4 separate regions of the Mus musculus genome follow, and all the other regions are linked to region 1. A link is a contact called in public Hi-C and promoter capture Hi-C data. All regions are on one chromosome and are shown on one strand. The core of a region is the stretch at or near the end of the contact, and the rest is flanking DNA. Distances in the headings are between cores, read along the strand shown.

Region 1 (3,772 bases), core at 837-3,336:
CACAAAGATGTGGACTTAGGCATCATTAGCTGTCTGCTCATGAACTGCATGCTATTGCATTCTGTCAGGTGGGAGGAACGGTGCTGGAGGAAGACTGACTGAGACGAGAGTAGATGCTTCTCACTTCAGTTCGGTACTCAGCGTCCTCTATTTTCACTCTGCACTAAAGTGAAATGTACTAGCTTATGTTCCTCACAGAAATACCACCAAGTGGGGACCCGAGACCATTGCCTAAGGCTACCTATGCCCACCCCCAAAACACATGTAATAATAATAATAATAATATTTAAATGTTCACAAATAGCTGATTTGATTGTTTGCTTATTTAATTGAGACATGGTCTCATTGCCCAGTTTGGCATCAGCTCACTATAAAGTTGGGAATGACCTTGAACTTCTGATCCCCGCCACCATTTTTGAGTTGGTGGCTTGTTTAATTCACATGCAAAACTGTTTTCGGTCTTCTTAGAGTGTCTTGACTGACTATGGCAGAGATGGTCCTATCTTTTGCAGTTCTGGCGACTGACCCAGTAGGTATTGCTTGAAAAACACGACACACGTTGACTTAATACGGGAAACAAGCAGGCAAAATATTAACATGAAACAACTCCCAGAGTCTTTGGGAAAAACTTGGGGTCAGTCACTAAAGCCTGGCTAGGGAAGAGCAGCTTTGCCCATCTAACTTTAAAACAGACTTGGAGAGGCGTTGTGGGCAGGCTTTTGGGGATTCAGTGAAGATACGGCCTTTGAAAACTCAGTCCACAAGGTTACTACTTAAAGTGGTACTGGTAAATCAATTTATATTAGGATGCTCAAAATTCTTTTTGTTTAAAAAATGTTGTAATCCTTCTTGGGACATTTATGAGGTCTGGAATGGTGACTGCCCACTGGGGCTCTGGTTGTATTCATTGCAGGTAGCCTAAAATGACCTCCTACCCCTGAAAGGAAAGCCTGGTGCCAAAGTCCAGAGGAGAGGCTCTGCCAACCGGACACCAGGGTTCACACGGTTTCAGAAGCCCTGAGAGTTATATTTGGAAAATCACTTAAAGCCTATAGCCAAGACAATAGTGGATTAAAATCGTTGTAACATGTCTTTCATGATTAAAAAGTCTGGCGCCAAAACAGTTCTAGAGAAACTAACATCAAAAAGGACAGATATGGAGTATCCAGTTGGCACCACAGGGGATGATGTAAGGGATGGGGGTGAGAGAGGACCGTGTTGACACCATTTGTTGTAAAACCAACAGGCTCTGCTGTAATTGTTATTACAGAAAGACCTGCGTAGCTGTACATACCCAACAGCCGCCTGCAACACGGGAACACGTACGAGATGGACCAGAGCATTTATGGTAGTGGCTGTTCAAGAAGTCTTGAATCTCAGCAAGTGGTGGTAGAGGCTAGAAGCATGTGAGTTCTAAACCAGTGTAGGCTAAACTGTCTCAAACAACCAAAAGAGAAAAAAATAGCATTGATTAGAGGAAAGCAAGGCATTTTTAATGTACTCAATTCTCTTTCTCAATAATTATCTTTTACATAAATTCCCAATAACTCCACCAGGACAGAAAGCTGGTTTTGGAGAACTGAATCCTAAAGTATCTGCACACCTACCTTTTCAATCCAGGATTGTCCCAACCGCTCTAATCTCTTCAGACCCCCGCCCCAATCGCGCTAAGCCCCGCCCCAGACTCCAGAGCCTCGCTTCGGACCGGGGAGTTTGTTCTAACGAGTAGCCCCGCCCAGATGCGCTAACTCCCGCCCAAGAGGCGGGAGCCCCGCCCAGCCCGGGGAGTCCTGCTTCAGACTGGGGCGTCCGTTCCGATGGGTAGCCCCGCCCGCCTGTGGGGGCGCGCGGCGCGGTAACCCGGAAGTGGCAGTAGCGTGCGGGGGCGGGGCGGCGCGCTGGAGCGGGCCATGGCCGCCGCCGCCGCGGGCTTTGTGTGCCGCGCGCGAGCCCCGGCCGTCCGCACCTCGCCGGGGCTGCGGGGCTGCCGCTGACCCGCCCCGCTCGCCGCGCCGCGCCCGCCTGGCCCCGCCCCTGGCCTCTCCGCCTTCTCGGCCGGCCTCCAGTTCTCGGCGCTCTCCCTCTGCGCTCCCTGCGCTTCCCTCCCGCCCGCGGCGGGCGCCAGGCCGCCCCGATGCCCGAGCCCGGCCCCAGGATGAACGGCTTCTCGCTCGGCGAGCTGTGCTGGCTCTTCTGCTGCCCTCCTTGTCCGAGCCGCATCGCCGCCAAGCTGGCCTTCCTGCCGCCCGAACCCACCTACACGGTGCTGGCGCCCGAGCAGCGCGCGCCCGCTCCCGCGGCGACCCCCGCGCCCGCCCCGGCGGCGCAGCCCGCTCCGGCCGAGGAGGGTGCGGGCCCCGGCGCGTGCAGCCTGCACCTGAGCGAGCGCGCCGACTGGCAGTACTCGCAGCGCGAACTGGACGCCGTCGAGGTCTTCTTCTCGCGCACGGCCCGCGACAACCGGCTGGGCTGCATGTTCGTGCGCTGCGCGCCCTCCAGCCGCTACACGCTGCTCTTCTCGCACGGCAACGCCGTGGACTTGGGCCAGATGTGTAGCTTCTACATCGGCCTGGGCTCGCGCATCAACTGCAACATCTTCTCTTACGACTACTCGGGCTATGGTGTGAGCTCCGGCAAGCCCTCCGAAAAGAATCTCTACGCTGACATCGACGCCGCGTGGCAGGCACTGCGCACCCGGTGAGCCCCGAGCCACGGTTGGGGTGCGGGCTTGTGCTCCCGGATTGTTGCATTCGCTCGAGATTGCAACAGCCCTCGGGGATGGAGAGCTCAGACTTAAAGGGTCCTGCCTGCTTTTCACTGGCCCGCGCGGCCTGGAGTCTTTGTGGCTCCGGTTAAACGCACGTGGCCGCTGTGGGGGATGCCAATGTACCGGCCAAACCAACTTGGTTGGGCTTGAGTTGTGTCTTGAGCTACGCGCAGACCCCGAAGGTCTGGTAGAAGTGACCTTGGGGTTTTCAGAGCCCTTGACAGCTGGGGAGAGACGATGACCTCTAAAAGACTTTCCAAGTAGAAAGTGTCCCTGGGGCGATGCCTGTGCAGCCCTTAAGGCTGGGTCGGGTCGGGTGTGGGGAGGACTTTGCCTCCTGGTCCCGCAGAGTATGTGGCACTGGGAGATCAGGAAGTTAGCTGAAGAACCTTCCCTAAACACCACCAGTAGCGCAGAGTGTTATAGGCGTGAGGAAATCTCTTGACCTTGAGTTAGCGTTCATAAAACTGGAAAGTATTTATTCAGGGTCTTTTATATGCTAAGCACAAATTGTTATATTCTGAGGACAGACCAGGTTGGGGGGGGGGGGAACTAACTTAAGTTTTACTCTGAACTTAGACATTTGGTTTGCGGGAAAGTCAAGTGACCTGACCAGTTTTGGTGCTTGTGACCTTCCCATGCAATCCCCATAGCACAGGTGGCAACCGTACCTGAGGTCCTGTGTGTAATGAGCTTGGATTTCGTTAGAGGAATAAGTCCCCAGAATGACAGTAGGCACTGTTCTTTTTAGAGACCTTTGTATCGTTTTTATGAAACGTCTATTTGCTAAGCTAAGTACATGGCCAGTAATAATGACTTTATTTCCATATGTGTTGCACATATGTTCATAAGTTATCCCTTATGCTTCTTGAGAAATGGCTTGTATAACAGAGAAGTACTTAGTATTCACTCTAAGATGCTTGCTCACATTCTTCTGAGGTCTTGGAGGGCTCCTCAATTGGGGTATAGTTTTTGGAGAATGATGTAGGCAGATGAGGCTGGATT
Region 2 (3,772 bases), core at 644-3,143, 210 kb after region 1:
TCTGGCCCTGCTCTATCACTGTTGGTCAACCAACACCATAACCATAGGTTTCTGACAGGCTCTTTTCTTCCCTTCTCCCATATTGGAAGTTAATTTGAGTGTCTTAAATGCTAGGATTCTCTCCTCACTTCCTTCCCGCTGTTTCCTCCCCACTGATGTCTTTTCCTATCCATCCACCATTCTCCACTGTAACACTGCTTAAAATAGAAACAGAAGCCTTAAATGATGTCTTATCAAGGAATCAGGCTTCCTGATGTTGACTCCACAATAGACTTACTTATACATGTTCAGTCTCTCAACTACAATGTGGGTGTGGAAATCTCTCTGGAGCCACAAGCTAGTGGAAAGCTTGTGTGATTCATGTGGCACCTGTCACCCCTAGGTGCTTAGTAAATTGTTAATGAGTGGATACAAGGACCTTCAGGATGCACTCTTGGGGGTTGGGAGGGGCTGGGACTGACTGTGTGTGTGATTCTGGAGAATAGGTTTTGCTCGGTCACGTGCTGTATCTGTTCTTCCCACACTCAGCTATATTTGCATGTATGTGTGTGGAAGTAAATGTGTACATGTGTACAGGGGTATGTATGCATGCTGGTGGAAGCCAGAAGACAAACAACCCTGGGTGTCATTCTTCAGGCACTTGTTTTTTGAGAAAAGGTCTCTCAGTGGCCTGGAAGTCATCAAGGCTGGCCAGCCTCAGGATCTGATGCTTGTCTCCACTACCCTGTTGTTGAGATTACAAACACAGGTGCATCCACCATACCTGGCTTTATTTTACGTTCTGGATTCTGGGTATCAAACTTGGGTCCTTGTGTTTGCAAGACAATAACCCCTTAATGACTGAGTGAGGACCCCAGCCCCACACTCTAGCTCTCAAGTGAAGATTCAAACAGAAGACTCTGACTTTCTAAGTTGGGAATGCACATTATTCATCTAGAGATCAGTGGGTTTCAGGCGCTTTTTGGCCATGGGCCATTTCTTGAAATGAAGCAGATCACAGAAGCTTAGAGTAAGAAATAGCTCCCAGAGTTCTGTTCGGAGTTGTGTGGAGTTCTTTACAGCCCTTGCACATCCCTAGGAGAAGTAAGGATGGTCTGAGTCAGACTTAGGCTGGCAGTGGATACACAGACAGGAATGGGTACCACTAACCCCTCCCTGGCCTCCTGGGAAGCAGCAATTGAGTGGGAGGGAGAGGTGCTTCTGTTCTGTGGTTCCAACCCAGCCTGGCCCTTATCCCTCCCTCCCCCATCCATCCACAGGACCACTACTGGCCATAGGATCCCAGCCACTCATACCTCAGACACTGTGGAGAGCTCTGGAAACCCCCTCTGACCTTCCACCTGTGGGAGATTATGTCAGGAGGCATAGGGACTAAATGGTCAAGAGGATAATGTGCCAGACAGAGAGTCTATAGCCTAAATCATACCAGGAAGCTATATGATAAGCAAGCCCATCTCCCTGTCCCTGATGCCACCCCGAGTATGTGACCTTCCTTTGAGTTCACTAGTTCAGCCATAGGCCTTCAGTGTTTCTTCTTGTCTGAACAGTGGGGAAATGTCCTCTTGGGAACAGAGCCTGGATCCACCCCAAGGATGTGTTAGCAATGAATCCTTTCTCATTAATGGGCCTCACCTTGCCAATCCCTTGGGCCTCCTCCTTTTAGTCTTCTTAAAGAGCCCAAGACAGCCTCCCCACACCCCTTGGATTGGTCCTTACTGTGCACTAGCCCTTTGCCTGCTGACAGCCTTCCTTCTGCTCCCTGTGGGACAAAATCGGGGGTAATAGCAAGTTTCAGAATCCCATACAGTTTTTCCATGTCTGGACTGTGGTCTGTGGTTACAGAATTCCACTGAGATGGGAGTTAGAAACCCCGTGCAGCTCCTGCCCTGTTTCTGTTCTGAGGGTGGTGCTCACTCCCCATGTCTGGCCCAGCATGAGTCTGCCACCACAAAGGCTGTTTTCTTAGCACTGGGGGCTAAAAGCAGCCCAAGGGAGGAAGAACAGACTTCCCAGCTCAACTTTTGCAAATTGGGTTCTTCTGGCTCCTGCCCCCTTCCCTCCTGAGCAACCACTCTAGGAAGCCCTCCCAGATAATGTGCCCTCCTGAGCAACCACTCTAGGAAGCCCTCCCAGATAATGTGTAGCTGCTCAGTCTCCCATTGACAAAATCAGGCAGGCAGATCTTGCCTAACCAGAGAGGGTGGTGACACATAACAGAGCCATTCTGGAAATGCAACAACTACACAGTGTCCTTCCCAGAATGCTCTCAAACTGTGCCTCACTCTTCCTGAAGCTGAAAGGATGTTGGGTGGCACAACGCTCAGTGCCTTCCACAGAAACCACTAAAATACACATATGGATTCCATGCTTCTTGCACATGTGGGATGAGAGCTCAGATCCCAGAACAAGTATAAAAAGCTAGCCAGGGGCCACACCTGTGCCTGTAGCCTGTGGGAGACAGAGACGGGGCACTGTGCAGGACTCCCAGCTTAGCAGAAGGTTCAGTGAGAGTCTCTGGATCAAGAGAATACCTCGGAGGGTGAAAGAGCAGGATGCCTAACATCCATCCTCAGGCCTCGACACACACACAACACCCAAAACACACAACACACAAAACACACAACACACAAAAAGGAAGACAGGAAGAGAAAAAGAAAGAGAGAGAATATGGGCCCCACTGGGAGCCTAATGCTGGGCATGGTCACTGTTCCTATGAAGTCAGATGTGGTCTTGTGGGAAGGAAGCTTATAGGTCAGAAGGCCTGCTGTGTGAAGGCTGCCCGGTCCTTATGAGCTCCCAAGTAGAGCCACTGCATCAGGTCTCCAAGTCTCCCTGCTGTCCAGCACTCGTGACGGCTTTGTCTTTTGATGGCTGCTACCTCCTCTTTCCTCCAGCCCCCAGTCTGATTCCTTCTTTGCTCCCTTCCAGCTGCCTTGTCTTTCTCCATCATCACCTTCCTATTGGCTTTTTATACCAAACAGTGTTGAAATGATCTGAATTAAGAAGTACATATTAGCTGGACAATGATAATGTAAGCCTGTAATACCAGCTTTCAGGAGGCAGAAACAGGTGGATCTCTGTCGCAGACCCTCTGGGTCCCTTTGTCTGCGTGGACGGGTCTCTGGGTATAGATGGCTGGAGTATACATAGCAGATCTCTATGAGTTTTGAGGGCATCCTGGTCTACATAGTAAATTCCAGGCCAGCCAGGGCTCATAGTGGCACCCTGTCTCAAAACAAAACAAAGAAAAAATCAGGAAGGGAGAAAGGAAGGAAGGAAGGAAGGAAGGAAGGAAGGAAGGAAGGAAGGAAGGAAGGAAGGAAAAGAGAGGAGGGAAGGGGAACAGAGGAAGGGACAAAGGGAGGGAAGGGCAAGAAGGAAGGAAACAGAAATGCACAAAACAATAAAATAGCTTTGAATTTTATGAGAAATGTATCTCAAGTGGAAAAATGCAATGTCCTAAATAAACCTATTTTATGTTAGAGAGAGGGGAAGAGAGAGAGAGAGAGAGAAGGGGAGAGGGAGAGGGAGAGAGGGGGGAGAGAGGAAATGCCTATGACGTCACACTGTGCTGGTAGAACACACTGGTGTTAGTAGAACACCCTGAGATACCATGCTTCTCACACACACTCTGTCCTGCTTGCTGGAAGACATTTAAAGCAGCGAACCCTGTCTAAGCTTGAGAAGGCCACAGACACCAGATGTGGGCAGATGCTGGAGGATATTTGCCATTGAAAGGAAAGAGTATGTTGGTTAAGATGGAAGGAGGGAT
Region 3 (3,772 bases), core at 473-2,972, 180 kb before region 1:
CATGCTCTAATTTGCATTTTTATAGATAAAGGCTCTTCTGGCTGTGGGAAGGAAATGTTTTTTTGGAATCTAAGAATAAGAACTATTTATGTACTATTAGAAGTGCTGTGCAAGGTGACTCCACAAATATTTTTCTCTTAATCTTCAGGCAGGCTTTAAACAGGGCATTCTTTGGTGCGTGCTGCCCAGTTGATCCAGCCCCTGATTGAGGCCCATCCCCTCTCCCTGGACTACCTTTGCACATAGTTTGTGTGTGTGGCATCTGTCTCATGTGCTCTCCCTTCTCATTATCCTTGACAACTGAAGTTAGAAGAGTTGGCCTTTGGCTCTTTCTAGGTATCTCAGGAGCCCATGTCCCTTATGGCTCCCCAATACTTGAGAGCTATCATTTGGAGGAATTCGATGACCTCAGAGGAAGAGTGGCTCCACTTCCTTACACACATGCCCCATCTTTTCCTTTCTCTCCTGTACTGAGTATTCCTTCTTCCTCTATTCATGCAACCTACATTTCTAATGTTTAACAAGATTGACCTTTTTTTTAAGTTCTGGGGGCAAGTGTCTAGGGGCTTCAGTGACAGACAGGTGTATACGTTGGTCCAGGTCCCTTTCAGGGGACAGGCTCCTCATCCACTCCTCTTACTTGAGCCCTGCCCTCAGACACGACTCAGAGAACCTTTCCTCCTTACCTTATCAACTCAGCTGGCAAACCTAGGCCTCTGCTTCCCGACTCCCTTTTTTCCTTCTCCTGTTTGGAGTGTAAGGTTAGACTCCTTTACTTCCTTCCCTGGCATGCAATTCCTTCATAGAGTCACCTGTGAGCCTCTGAGGTCAGTCAGATTAGGGACCACAGTGGGGATGCTCAAATGCCCTACAAGGAGGTCTGTAGTCTGCACACATCCTCCCTTTACTCTACATCACCTATAGGTGGTTTATTAAATCCAATACAATATAAATGCAATGTGAGTATGGATCATAAATGTCCCTCAAATGTGCATGTGTTAAAGCTTACACTGCATGTTGGAAGTTCGTAGAACCTTTAAGACTGGGGGCCCAGTGGGAAGTCTTAAGAATACTGTGGATGGAAAGTCTTTATTTTCTTAACTACTAAGTGAATGGGTTCTTCAACATGCACTCCTGCTATGATGGACTGCCACAGAACCAAACACAGGGCGGAGAGAAAGAAAACCCAAACGATGAACTTAAACAATTCCATCTTCTTATAAGTTGAAGAATTCCAGCGTATTTGTTATAATGACAGAAAACAGACTGACATACTCTGTAAACAGTAACTATGCTGTGTTGTTTAGAGGTAATGGTAGGAAAATTAAGTGTGCCCATGACCAGTGCAGATGCATTTCTTTGAGTATCTTTGACCTGTGATGCATAGAATCTGCAGATGTGAAATGCATGAACATAGAGAGGTTGCCAACTATATTTGTCAAACCACACTGAAGCTCATTCCTATACCCATTCCATCCCAGGTACACTTTTTTTCCCAGAAATTCTTTAGTCTCTGTCTGATCTAATTACCTCCCACTGTTCTTCTTCATGGGTGTAGGTTTTCCTGGTATTTTGATATTTTTAATCATGTCATTAGCAAATCATGAAGGAAAGAAGTCCAGACCTGAAGTTGCCTTTTCAAATGCCTTAGCAGTCTGCCCTCCTGCCGTCCATCAGCCTGACTGTCTTCAGCCCTGGATGAACAATCATTTACCCTTGAAATGAAAACCCTCAGGCTCACATTTCTGGCATTTTTGTAGCATGATCCCCCAAGAGGAATGTATTTCTTTAACTCACACTCCAAGATATTCTAAACAGGATGAGGAATTTGTTCTCTTGTCTAAAGATTAAATAGCAGAAGAGGTGCCAGCCATGGGGGAACTGTGAGGTGATGATTTTATAATGAGTAGCAGAGCAGCAGGCTGCAGCAGGAGGCACCCCTCTAATTCCACATTATGCTTGGAATTCAAATGCAGGAAAGAGTTATGGGGCTCTGCTGAGAGTTGAGGGGCTCAGCTGCTGAGGTGGTAAAGGTGGCATGGTCTGTTCCCTTGGTGCTCCCAGCCCCTTGGTAGAGATGTCCCCAAAGTCTAGCCTGTACTTTGCTTATGGGATGATTGCTCTCTGATGCTCTTTGCAGACTGCCACTGCTCTCTTTTGCCATCTACTGCCTGCTTCTTGCTAATTAACACCTCATTAGCGCCTTTCCCAGATGGAGGGTGAGGGACAGAGGGCAGACAATACAAACCAAACTGCTTGGCAGGAAAGCTCCTTTTGAGTGTCAGTGGGACAGGGGCCATCACTGGCTGTTTGCCAGTCCTGATCAACCTCACCAGAGCTTCTTTCTTTGGTTACTCCATTGTTACAGACTGGAGTCTAAGCCAGACCTCAGCACCATATCCTGTGATCATCAAGAGAAGGATGAGCAGTGTGGTTCTCCACCAACCTGTTCCTAATATGGACCACAGTTCTACCTGTCAACCGTAATGGTGCATTGCTCGCTGAGAGGATAGGACTATGGCTACCAGTCATCCCTTCTCCCCAGCAGCCATTTCTTATAGATTGGATATGAATGCTCAAGTTACAAAGTTTTGCTTCTAAAACATACCTCATACATATATGTTAAAGGGCAAATCATGTTAACTTCCCCAGGAAGTTCAGAGATTTTACTCTGGTCTTATGCTCTGGCCTTTGCAAGGCAAACTCACTATCTATTGTCAACAATGTGAAGGTGTGAATGGGGCAATAAGAAGCACATGCCTGGGACAGGGGAAGAGGGAGGAGAAAGAGAGGTAGGGAAGGGGGTGTGTTTCTGTGTGTAGCTCTGACCATCCTGAAACTGGATCTGTTGACGAACAGGCTACTCTCAGATTTGAAGATCTGCCTGTGTCTGCCTCCTGAATGCTCGCATCAAAGGCATGAGCCATCACTGCCTTCTCAGCTGATTTTACTTGATTTTCTCATCTCTATGAGGGAATACCTGACAGAAGCAGTGCAAAGGAAGAAAGGTTTACTTTGGTTCATGGGTTAAGGAGAGATATGGTTCGTCATAAAAGAAAGGTAGGAATGAGGAGTGCTGATGTTACCAGGTCCACAGTCAGGGAGCAGAAAGAGGGAAGGCTGGTTAGCTAGCTTCTTCCTTTTTCCATTTTTGCTTAGTCTGGTTTCCTCGTTGGGTGAATGGAATACCATCCACTCTCAGGGTAGACCTTCTCTCCCAGTCAAAATTCTCTGGAAACACCCTCACAGATGTGCCTCTCCGGTGAGTTTGAATCCAGTCAGGTTGACAGTGAAGACTAAGCCCTTTCCTGCCAGTGTGTTCTACAGTGACTCCAGCCTACCTGCAGCGTCTGTGTCTCCAAGCTCCAGCCAGCAGGACCTTTTTGTCCATTCTCAGAGCCCTGTCCCAGCTTTCCCACACCTTGGAGCTCTTTATCTGCTAGCATCACCTTTTGTGCAGCTCAGAGCTCTTTCCAACAGGGATGTTCCATCCCTGGCACCCTCTGCCATCTCTGATCCCCGCCAGCACCATTCTCTCTGAGCCCAGGCTGCCTATGCACAGACTTTCCTCCTAGCTCCAGCTGAGTTATTTCAGTTAGATGGGAACAACACCTTGCTTTTACAGACTGTGCCCATGTGCTGGCACCATAGCCTAATTTCAAGGTTCCTATTGGGAGGAGGAACATCACAGATCCTTGCTCCTCACCTACCCTCTATGGGTTCATGAACTTCCGTTCTCGCTCTTCTGACAATATTGTTCTGAGGAAAGATT
Region 4 (3,772 bases), core at 783-3,282, 130 kb after region 1:
CGGGAGAAAAAAATAAACCTGAAAGATAATATCATAAAATAGTTTGAATACTGCAGCTTAAAAGGAGCCCATGGAAATTTCCCAGACTCACAGAGATACTGTGTGGCACTCACTGGATGCAAGCTCTCACCTATTAACAGGTGAAGTTCCTCCTCCTCAGGTAATTAAAGTCTTGCCATGTGCTCTGCTGGATGCCTCCCAGCCAAGTGAGGATGCTTTTTCGCCTCCCAGGACCTCTCATCTGAGGAACCTGGAGAACAGAGAGGCACAGACACCAATCTCACCCCTCCCCATGTATGTGGTCTTATTTTCTGTGACTTCGGTTTTCCATAGAAAGACACGGTCCAAAACTGTCAAGGAGAAAATTTAGGAAATACATAATTCATACGTTTAAAATTGAACAACACACCATGAGTCAAGTGATGATATCTCAGGGCATCCATCCCCTTCTTTCCTGCCCAGAACATTTCTTAAGTCAGTGCATCCACACTGTGTTTGCTATCTTTTAGCCTCTTAGGAGCCATGTCAGTTATCACTCTGTTGTCATTGCATTCAAGTGCTTGTGTCCAAATGACCCCAAAGCTCCCTTTAGTGTACCATGTACACACACTTTGGAGCTGTCTGTGATCCCTGGCATCCACCCGGAAATGTGGCCTGTATCTCCCACGGACAGGCTGCCTACTATACCAGGATCTGCCCAATGTGGCCCAGTTAGTTGTGGAGTGGATATGAACCAAGAATGCCTACTTTCACAGCATCTTGACTGTCTATTTCAGTTTTCAGAGCAAAGCTACACTCTTCTTTAGTCTCCAGTATTACTTTATGGGAATTGTCTAGAACAGCAGTACCAAAGCCACCATGTGACATATGTAGTATATATGTGCATAACTGGCTATGACTTAGCATGAACTCCTGATGACACATGCAGCAACCAAGATACATCTCTAAAGTGCACTGGGTGTGAGCAGTCTTGCACAATGGGCCAGATGCTGTTCTCTGATACTCTCAGCTGGAGAATGATTGCCCTCTGTGAATAGACTAGACTGAGCAAGGGCCTGCAGGAGCTTACTGGAACAGCTGCCTTGTTCAGTGTCTCTGTGGGGCTTTGGTTAAGTAGGCACAATCTATTTGCCCAAACTCAATACACACATTCTTCAGCTTTGTGTGCCTCATTCACATGGATGAATTTTGAACTCTAGTGTAAAATGTGTATATCAAACACATGAGAAAGGCAGTAATTTCTTCACTCTACTTGGAAATGCATCAAAGAGCTAAGGTTGATTTTTGAATGGATAGAAACATGGATAAATGAGTAGTTAGTTACATGAAAGATCAAACAGAGCATGGTGTTGCTGGTAGCAGGGAGTTGTGGATCAGTAAGGTTCACTGTAAAGTGCTTTAAAGTTGCCTGTGTATTTGAGCATTCTCACGGTGGAATTTTGTATTGATAAAGAAAGCAATTATGTGGAGCCCTGGTGTCTCCTGGTGGCCAATCAAGGATCCTGGGACTTGGAAGGAGCTTCTACAGGCAGGGATCTGTGTTTTGCATTTTCCAGTCACAGCTCATGATCTTAAGCAAGTGCTAAAGTATTAAAGTACATGTTTCCCCAATGAAGATAAGGCTGAGGCCCATGCGATTTCCAGCCATGCCTTGCCAAAACTCATTTTCTTCCTGAGAATGTGGGCGTTTGTTGCATAGCCCAGGGCTTCAGGTCACACCTGAGAGATGGGACGCAGGTAACACAGTAAGCCAGGCTCTGAGAGAATCAACTGGTTCTACAGTAGAGCTCTTGCCTGCTGGCTTCCTGTTGGTGTATTTGGAGTAGTAGGAAACCACAGTAGTTATTACAAATAAATAACCCAGTAAAGACAAGTCTCTCAGATCAAAGAAGGACTGTGGGTCCAGCCTGGACCCAAAGCAGGCATGCCCCTTGGCACCTACTGTGGCCAGGGGAGGAGGGTGTGGAGAAGGTCTATCTGCTGTGCAAACATTCCCTGTCTCAGCCCTTCCTGGGTTTGTGAGAGCATGAGAACAGCAGCCTGGAGGGAGGCTGACTCTCTGAACTGCTGCCAGGCCTGCTAGGCTAGGTCTGCCTCATGACCTTCCAGCCTGCCTGCCCAACCCAACACGGGCCAGCTGGAGCTTCTGGTTATATCCCAACTGGAAGAGCTCCTTTGTGGGTGATTGTCTGCCTCAGAACTCTCAGGGGATCCCTCTCTCATCACCCTCCTGAGGGACTGCTCTGACTAGCCTTTTGTCATATGTGTGGTGACCCTGGTAGCAGACATGATGTTGGGGGGAAAGGCAGGGAGCAGAGAGGTAACATGACAGCAGCCAAGACTCTTCCTGTGGCTCAAGAAGAGGTAGAAAGGTGTCTCTGGGTCCAGCAAATTGAAGTTTGCACACTTCAGTGTGCACAGCCACTGCTAGAAATTGTCAATCAGTGGCCTGGGCCAGGACCTCTCATTACTCAGAAGCTTGCAAGTAATGTGGAGGCTACTGGTTACAGAACCACATTCTGAGTAGCATTAAAGCTGGCTATGGTTCCTCCCTGCATGAGTTCACACATCCTAATCAAATCCATGACCATAAACTGTGTCGACTGAAGAAAGCAATAAAGAGACTGAGAGGTACTGAGGGCAGAGTGGGAAGGGGGTATCCACAAAAGCTCTCCAAGAACAGGAGTGTGCACTGAGCCCCCAGGCTGGGGGTGTGGGGAGGGAGAAGGATATTAGATAGTGGGGAAAGCACAGGAAAAGATCTCAGGGGAGCACTGTCTTGGCATCTCCAAAGAAATATCCAACAGGCCAATATAGCTGGAGTGTGTGTGTGAGGAGAGTGGAGAGCAGCCATCAGAAGATCTGATGTAAAATGCCATGATTGTCCCTGGCAGGGCTGTGGAGGTTGTAAAGAGGTGAGAGTTGGGAGTAGGAGGTTAAATAGATGGTGTGAAAAATGTCTCCTCTCCTTCCCTTCCCTTCCCTTCCCTTCCCTTCCCTTCCCTTCCCTTCCCTTCCCTTCCCTTCCCTTCCCTTCCCTTCCCTTCCCTTCCCTTCTCTCCCCTTCTTTCCCCTTCTCTCCCCTTCTCTCCCCTTCTCTCCCCTCCCCTCCCCTCCCCTCCCCTCCCCTTCCTCCCCTTCCCTTCCCTTTTCTTTTCCTTTCCTTTCTTTTCTTTTCTTTTCTTTTCTTTTCTTTTCTTTTCTTTTCTTTTCTTTTCTTTTCTTTTCTTCTTCCCCTTTCTCCTATGGTGTTGACAGTTAAACCTAGGGCCTTCCTTGCATGCTGGGTAAATGCTCTACCACTGAGCAATAGCCCCAACCTTTTAAAATTCAATTTCATTTGGGACAAGGTCTCTAACTTATCTAGGCTGGCTTCAGACTTGCAGGTCCACAGGTCAGGTCCTACCTACTGTGGTGACAACACTGTTTTCTTTCTTTCTGGGGTGGCCCACATTTCTTGGGGACAGGCATGCTGCTGCAGTGTGGAAAAGGAAGTCTTTGGTCCCTGTTTTATGAGATCAAAGAGACCTGGAAGAACTTTCATCTTGCTTTCCCTTCTGGCTCCTTACTAGTTGGGACCGTTTCCATAGTGAATGTCAGAAACACAACTCAGATTGGCTTAAATAAAATAGAAACTTCATTGCCACGTGTAATTGAAAACCCCAAGGATGCTATTAGTTTCAAGAATAGTTGGATCTAGATGTTCAAGGCTTGTTCTTTTTCACCCCTAGGCTCTCTGCTCCCCTGTGCACACTTCACTTTCATGGTGTAG

The links. Promoter capture Hi-C pulls out the DNA fragments that hold promoters and counts their contacts. A called contact is a pair of places that touch in the nucleus more often than the background predicts.
Region 2: a contact with region 1 is called in a Hi-C map of reprogramming fibroblasts, with 4 times the contacts expected there. The contact joins the enhancer-like site here to the promoter of Abhd17c in region 1. A contact is called at or near these places in 8 of 39 promoter capture datasets (the 3T3-L1 cell line, 3T3-L1-derived adipocytes, cranial neural crest and 4 more) and 2 of 484 Hi-C or Micro-C datasets (nephron progenitors and reprogramming fibroblasts).
Region 3: a promoter capture Hi-C map of cranial neural crest shows a contact between it and region 1. The contact joins the enhancer-like site here to the promoter of Abhd17c in region 1. A contact is called at or near these places in 4 of 39 promoter capture datasets (cranial neural crest, embryonic stem cells, frontonasal cranial neural crest and 1 more), 2 of 484 Hi-C or Micro-C datasets (the HPC-5 cell line and muscle stem cells), 2 of 115 datasets of contacts at active chromatin or transcription factors (fibro-adipogenic progenitors and oligodendrocyte precursor cells) and 3 of 9 other capture datasets (adipose tissue, macrophages and pancreatic islet).
Region 4: a contact with region 1 is called in a Hi-C map of colorectal tumor organoids, with 1.8 times the contacts expected there. The contact joins the enhancer-like site here to the promoter of Abhd17c in region 1. A contact is called at or near these places in 2 of 484 Hi-C or Micro-C datasets (colorectal tumor organoids and epidermal suprabasal cells) and 1 of 115 datasets of contacts at active chromatin or transcription factors (pancreatic cancer cells).

What each region holds. Positions count from the first base shown.
Region 1 is chr7:84,150,207-84,153,978 of GRCm38.p6, reverse strand. It overlaps Abhd17c (abhydrolase domain containing 17C), which reads left to right and starts at 2,086. Exons shown (of 3, transcript NM_133722.2): 1 at 2,086-2,697. The coding sequence starts at 2,135. LOC117997403 (a long non-coding RNA gene) reads right to left here and starts at 1,839. Exons shown (of 3, transcript NR_169136.1): 1 at 1,608-1,839; 2 at 1,295-1,433. It overlaps Gm39044 (a long non-coding RNA gene), which reads left to right. Exons shown (of 3, transcript XR_869770.2): 3 at 1-293.
Region 2 is chr7:83,937,627-83,941,398 of GRCm38.p6, reverse strand. All of the region lies in intron 27 of Cemip (cell migration inducing protein, hyaluronan binding), which reads left to right. Among named protein-coding and RNA genes, the nearest start is that of Gm30440, 31 kb to the left of the region's middle. Within about 2 kb of position 1,893, at least 27 of the 459 cell types and tissues checked have an H3K27ac peak or open chromatin away from gene starts, as enhancers often do. A contact at or near this core is called in reprogramming fibroblasts, where this site is marked.
Region 3 is chr7:84,327,456-84,331,227 of GRCm38.p6, reverse strand. All of the region lies in intron 5 of Arnt2 (aryl hydrocarbon receptor nuclear translocator 2), which reads left to right. Among named protein-coding and RNA genes, the nearest start is that of Gm25790, 5.9 kb to the right of the region's middle. Within about 2 kb of position 1,722, at least 46 of the 459 cell types and tissues checked have an H3K27ac peak or open chromatin away from gene starts, as enhancers often do.
Region 4 is chr7:84,016,786-84,020,557 of GRCm38.p6, reverse strand. All of the region lies in intron 1 of Cemip (cell migration inducing protein, hyaluronan binding), which reads left to right. It overlaps Gm30440 (a long non-coding RNA gene), which reads right to left. Exons shown (of 9, transcript XR_378308.2): 5 at 131-350; 6 at 1-18. Among named protein-coding and RNA genes, the nearest start is that of Gm30440, 48 kb to the right of the region's middle. Within about 2 kb of position 2,032, at least 46 of the 459 cell types and tissues checked have an H3K27ac peak or open chromatin away from gene starts, as enhancers often do. A contact at or near this core is called in colorectal tumor organoids, epidermal suprabasal cells and pancreatic cancer cells, where this site is marked.